Regions from separate parts of the Sus scrofa genome. Here region 2 is linked to region 1. Evidence: chromatin contacts called from public HiChIP or PLAC-seq data. All regions are on one chromosome and are shown on one strand. Each heading gives the region's core, a stretch centred on a gene start, on an enhancer-like site or on the middle of the called end of the contact. The rest is flanking DNA. Distances are from core to core; before and after follow the strand shown.

Evidence for each region. HiChIP or PLAC-seq counts read pairs in DNA pulled down with a chosen protein or histone mark.
Region 2: an H3K27ac HiChIP or PLAC-seq map of skeletal muscle shows a contact between it and region 1, with 4 times the contacts expected there. The contact joins the promoter of BHLHE41 here to the promoter of PPFIBP1 in region 1. A contact is called at or near these places in 1 of 47 Hi-C or Micro-C datasets (heart right ventricle) and 1 of 2 datasets of contacts at active chromatin or transcription factors (skeletal muscle).

Annotation. Positions count from the first base shown.
Region 1 is chr5:46,221,268-46,224,411 of Sscrofa11.1, reverse strand. PPFIBP1 (liprin-beta-1) reads left to right here and starts at 1,518. Exons shown (of 28, transcript XM_021092144.1): 1 at 1,518-1,739.
Region 2 is chr5:47,686,232-47,689,375 of Sscrofa11.1, reverse strand. It overlaps BHLHE41 (class E basic helix-loop-helix protein 41), which reads right to left and starts at 1,714. Exons shown (of 5, transcript XM_003355541.4): 1 at 1,015-1,714; 2 at 807-870; 3 at 371-478; 4 at 1-48. The coding sequence starts at 1,076.

The sequences.
Region 1 (3,144 bases), core at 269-2,768:
TAGAAAATGCCTTTCAAAGTGGTGCATAGAAAGACTTAGAGTTGGAGGGAAATGGATTCAGAAATACAAGTCAGGAGCTTGGAATTTGTGTAGGTTTGACAAACAGCATCATGGTAAAAGAGCAGGTCTGTGAGCATTATCTGGGTCTTCAGATTTTTTTTTTTTTTTTTTTTTTTTTTAGCATGATAGTGTTGGAGTGAGTGTAGACTGTGGGCAATCACTACTTTAAAGAGAATAAATAGCTTCAGAGTCAAATGAACCTGGGTTTCAACCCCAGTCCTGGGTGTTCTGGAGCAATTTACTTACCTAAGCTTGCTGAGCCTTGGATTCCTTTAGGTTAAAATGAGGCTAATGACACTCACTTTACAGGATGGATGTGAAGATTGAAGTGAGACACAATGGTGGACTCTCTGCCTCCCTTCTACAATTTTTGGCAGGATGGTGAAATGTATGACGTGTCATCCATCAAAAAAACAAACAATAAAATCCAACAGGAAACCAATAATTCATTCATTGTAATTCCAGAAGATGATGGATAATATATCTATATATCATGTAAAGAGGGCCACTTTTCACCATTTAGTCCTGCCTTGCAAGCAGTTATTAGGCAAACTGAAAGACCCATTTCCTGGGAATCTTTCTGTTTTGTTGGCCGGGAGTATTATACTGCCTGATAGCTGTCAGCGTAAACGTTAGTTAATTCTTAATTGATTCCTCAGCCACTGCAATTGGTTCCATTCAACAGTAATTATTCTCCTGTGGCTTGCTGAACTCAATTGTGAGGTTCCCCCACCCCCATCCCCCTTCAATTGTGCATGGAAACAGCAGCCTTAAGATCTTTAAAAAGGTAAATAGTAATTGTTCTTCAGAGGTTCAATTTTATTTGCCTGGAAGCTCGTGTGCTGGGTTTCCATCGCTAAAAGCAAAAGCCGCCGCATGGTGGATAACACCCCCGGTTAACAACCCAGAGCTGGGTCGCGGTTTCTAGGATTCTCCTTCACATCTTCCCGAAGTGCTTTTGAAGTTCTAAATTTCCCGTCTAAGGGAACGCCCAGCCGTCCCAAGATAAAAGGGTTAGCAGAGGGAGCTGGCGTTTTCCTTTATTTGCCTGACTTCAAGCTAGCCATTTTCTGCTCCACGCGCCGCCGGACTCGGACTTGCCCGTGACACAGAGGCGACTGTTTTTCCTTCAAAAGGGGGCTTGGGTGGGTTAGTTTCGTTTCCGACCTGGGAGAGGGTAAATGCGCCAAGAAAAGTTTAAAACGCCACCCGCAAGGATCTTCCTCGTACCATTATTCTCCCTCCCTTAGAGATAGCAGGAAAGGCAGCATTTTTTTTCCATCAACACCCACTTCCAGCCCTTGCCGGGCTCAGCGAGGAATGTGTAAAATTAGTGGGCTCCTCTGACTGACAGCCCGCGGGCCCAATCAGCGCGAGCGGGGGCGCGCCAACGCCCCCCCGGCGTCCTCTCTTTGGCTAATTTCTGCGGGGAGGGAGGCGGGCGGGCGGGCGCGAGGGAGGGGAGGTACCTGGAACTGGGAGTGATGTCAGCTCCCAGCTCGGTGCCTGCCCGGATTCCTGACATGGTGTAGGGCCGAGAGGGTGGGGAAGGCGGGAGCCGGCCGGGAGAGGACTCGGAGTGGCCAGACTGCCGTGGGGGCAGAGGGCCGGCGCTTTGAACTCCGAGCGAAGGTGAACCAGAACTTTTGCAACTCGTGCGGGCGGCTCTCCTCCCCCAGGTAAGGGCGTTTGTCCTCTCTTGGGGACCGGCAAGCAGTGGCACCGTTGTGTGGTTGTAGCTGCTCCTCCTTTTCCCCACTCGATTTCCTTTTCCAGCTCACTCCTCTCTCCCAGCTCACTCCTCTCTCCCAGTGGGAACCCACACTTTTTGCGGGGTGCGGTAGGGCTTAACAACTGGGGCTCTCAACTAGTTTGTATGGGAAAAATACCTCCGGAATTCGACATGTAAAATCTTGACTGTGTCCTTAAACCCCCCACACCCTAGTCTTCTAATAATACTTGAGAACCCCGATCAGAGGAGTGGTGTGTGTGTGTGTGTGTGTGTGTGTGTGTGTGTGTGTGTGTGTGTGTGTGTGTAGGGGTGTTCTTTTAAAATGTCACTAAAAGTTTATGAAATATGGACTCAAACATTATGCTCTTTGAGAGAGGAGAAAAGTTTTGTATTTTTTTGGTTCTCCTGTGGCCTATTATGCGTTGCTTTAAATGAAAGACTGTCATTGTTATGTTTATATATTCTTACATAATAACATAAAAAATCCTTTTCCATAGTCAAGATTTGAGGAATTCATTTGGGGTGTGGGAAATTCATTGAGCCTGTGGGAAAACCGGTCTCTTGGGGGCACACTTCAACGCCAACTCGTTTTCATTCTTACATTTTAGCGGAGAATCCCATGGCTTGCCAACTTTGTGATCTGGAGGGGTTAGGAAGGCTGCCGAGAACCTTTGGATCTGTCTTCTGTGGATTGCTTGAGAGAAAGATGAGGGCTGGTAGTTGTTTTCATGGATCCTTTTTAGAGAAGGGAGTTTTTACAGGGAAATGTGGCAGAAGGCGTGGCATACAAACTCTTAATTATAGGAACATGAATTTTCCAACATGTGGGACCAAAACAAATCCTTCCTTTCAATAAGAAGTGCAGAGAGCAATAGATGAAGAACCTGATTGAGTGTCTAAGTTTGGTATTTAGGGAAAGCAATGGCCTGTCGAGAGCTAAAGGGTATTTTGACAAGTGGAAGTGTAGAATTCTGATTTTTGCTTATTTGTGGTTTCAAACCCTTTCTATTTCTTGCTTGGAGATTTTGTGTGCCCAGGTCCTACAGTTGTTTTCTGGTGAAAAAAATTAACTCCATAAACTGATTCAGGATCCTCACTCATCATCGCTGAAGGCTCTTTCTTTTGGAGAAGGAAAGAGAGTGTCTGCGCTGAGACTCCTGAGTCAGGTTTCCCTTTGCTTTTACCAGAGTTCCTCAGCAGTGAGGAGCCTTCTGTTGCCAGGTTGGGAGGAAACTGTGGACTTCACTGTGAATCAAAAGCTGCACCTCAGGTGCCTGAACCAAAGGGCATTTCCCCGACAGGAGGAAAGAAAGAAGCCACCAAATTGCACCTGATAACCCAAGTTGGCAAGT
Region 2 (3,144 bases), core at 465-2,964, 1.5 Mb before region 1:
TTTCAAAGTCAATTCCAATACTACCGCTTTCTCCAGATGCCCCAGAGTCTGCAGTGGTGCAAAAGAGACGGGGGCACTTGGTTACTTAAAAACACATTTGGCATGACTGGCTTTCCATTCAGCTCAGCAACTTAAGCAAGCACTTTGAAAGAAGTACCATTCCTATACTTCTTGAGCTTCAACAATACAGGTTATAAATGATTAAGAAATCAGTTGTGAACACCTACTCTTGAGTTTGCAGGAAACTCTCCACTATAGCACAAGTTGTAAGGCATGTGATATTTACATTTTATTCTTATAACCCTGGGACTAGTACCAGGCTATTAACACACCCTTGGAGAGCAGCAAAGAATAAAAATGTGCATCTTACTGTCAACTTTAGATGTTCAGGCAGTAAGTCTTTCAGCTGAGCAATGCATTCATTAATTCGGTCTCTTCTTTTCTTTTCTATTAATCTGTGCGGTAATTTGTAGGTATCCTTAATACATGAGAGTCATGGAAGAGAGAAAACAATAAACTAAACATTCATTCACTGGATTTAACAATACCCTGCCATCCTCCCCCCAAAACATACTATGTGAGAAACTATGCCCAAGAAACCTCTTTCCTCTGGACTGTTCTGAAATGCAATTTAAATTCAGGTATGATGTTTAAACTCCCCCTGAGAGTATCCAGCAAACCACTTAAAATTCAGTTGGGGAAGCTCAAGATCTGTAATATATTTGCGGGCAGACTTCCCTGTTAAATCAATGGCCCTAATTAACTATCCAGGCAGGTTAAGAGGAACGTCGGAAACTTACACTTACCTTGCTATCGTCTCGCTTCATGCTCCTTTTGGGCTTACACATATACAAAGAGGAATAATCCAGTCTGCAAAATAGAAATCAGCATCAGGAACCCATTCCGAGAGGGGCTCTGCCCTCCCCGCTCCATACCACTTTCTGGAGAAGAAAAAAAAAAAAAAAAATCAAACTGAAGCCTAGACAGATATTCGCAAGGGTGCGTGCACCTTACCCTATAAAATCTCTATGTTCCAGTAACTGTCTTTCTTGCAAATGAGGAATTCCTTCGTCCATGTTCAATCGCTGTCCGTTTCCTCTGTTTCGATTTTTGGGGTTCTGTTCTATAATCTGTGGGACGGTAGCCCTGGGAGATCCTGGGGGGAATCTGTACGTCTCCAGTCTCTCTCTCTCTCTCCCTCTTCAGTGCAGTGTTGAAAGTGTGAAGCAGTTGGTCCCCCCCTCCCTCCGCGCTCGCTCTCTCGCACACACACGCACACACACGCACGCACACTCGCGCTGGCTCCACTGCGCTGGTAGTTTGCTCTCACTCCGGGCAGTGTTTGGCCACAGGGCACGCGCGTCGCCGGCCAGACCAGCACCCAGCTCACGTGCGGAACGTACCATCCGCGGTCCAGCCCGGAGGGGGGCGGGGGAGGAGGGGCCGGGCCAGGAGGGGGCGTCGGGAGAAGGCTGCTAGGGAAGGCGGACGGCGGGAGGGGGCGGGGACACCTGATCAGGGCCACCGGAAAGGAAAAACAACTTCAGCCAGGCTATTAAGCTTCCCCAAGGCAGCGCAGTCAGCTGGGGGAGTGGGAGGGGGCGCCCGGGGGTGCGGGGCAGCTTGGGCTTCCTCCGCTGGGAAGTGCGACTCCTTCAATCCGTCTGTCCTTACGGATAGGAACGTGAACGTGGCTTTTTACTTTTCCACAGACTGTGCTGTTGGTTTGGACCAGAGAAAGGAAAGAGAAAGAGAATTCGCGATGGGTCAACTTCAGTCCCGAAGGACAATTTGGAGACTTGTTTGCTTACGCTCAGTGGCCTGGGGGGACCCCTAGACCTGATTGGAGGTTGCCCCCAAAAGGGACAACATGAAATCTGCTCCCCGAGAGATTTAAGATAAGTGAAAATGTAGCCACTGGGTCAGAATGTCGCAATCCAAGTGTCTTTCTGCCCCACAGTGTCCAAACTTCCCGCAGCAGCCGGAATTGCGGTGCCACTAATCACAGCCACAGATGACGACGTTTGGGTTCTCAGGAGCTCCCTCAGGAACGCGGCGGGGAGGGAGGGGAATAGGATGGGGTGGCAAGAGAGGGGCTCCCGCGAAAAAGCAATGCAGCATTACCAATCGCCCGCTAAGCCCCGCCGCCCCTCTGCGCCTCGGGTGGCGCTGCGCACTTTCCCCGCCCCTCCCCCTTCGTGTGATAAGAGACGCCGGGAGTGTGCAGAGCCCACGTTTACTACCGCTGGTACCTCCAAAGCCTCCCTCCTTAATCCTGTCTCAAACGGGTACCAGCACAGGGCCAGCAACGTGATCCGACCTGCCGCTGCTGCCACATCACTGCACGGGGAACCCGCGCGCGCGTGTGCGCGTGCGCGCGCTTGCCCTGCAGCCTCGGTGCCCCGCTCGGGGAAAGCACAGGCCACCTCGAACCGGGCTACCTTTCCCCAGAGCCATCCCCGGAGCATGACTCACTGCTAGTGAGAGTTACCGGGAGGTGCCCGCAGTTGCGCACTGCCCCTGGTGCCTGGCGCAGCGGGCCGCAAGGGACATCGGAGACCGAGGGAAAGCGCGTCCTGCGGGATTCCCAGGTCTCCGGGCCCATTGCCCCCACTGGGTCTGCCAGGAGGGGATAGGGAGAATATATATTAATCTCTCTCCTATCTATCTATCTATCTATCTATCTATCTATCTATCTATCTATCTATCTATCTATCTATCTATCTATCTATCTACATAGATATCAAACCAAAAGTCTTTCCTGCCTGCATTCTCCTGGGTGATCCCCGAAATAGTCATTACTGCCACTGGCACGTGAACCAAGGCGAGAAGTACGCCGAATGCACGCGAACCCGGGCGCAGCAGGGACTTGGGGCCGTCGCTACGTGTCCCCCGGCCCGCCCCGCCGAGCGCGGGTTCCGGGGACGGATCTGGGTCGCGGGAAGCGGCGGCTGGAAGGAGGTCACGTGTCTGCGGGAGTCGTGCCTCTTCCCCGCCTCCAGGAGCCGCCGGGGCCGCGGCCGCGCTGCTGCAGTCTCCCGAGTCCTGGGCGGAGACGCGCGGCGTCTGGCTTCGTGACTCCGGCGGCGGCGGCGGCGGCCCAAGCTCACCCCAGCGTGAGGAGACGCTCGCGGTCTGTCCTCT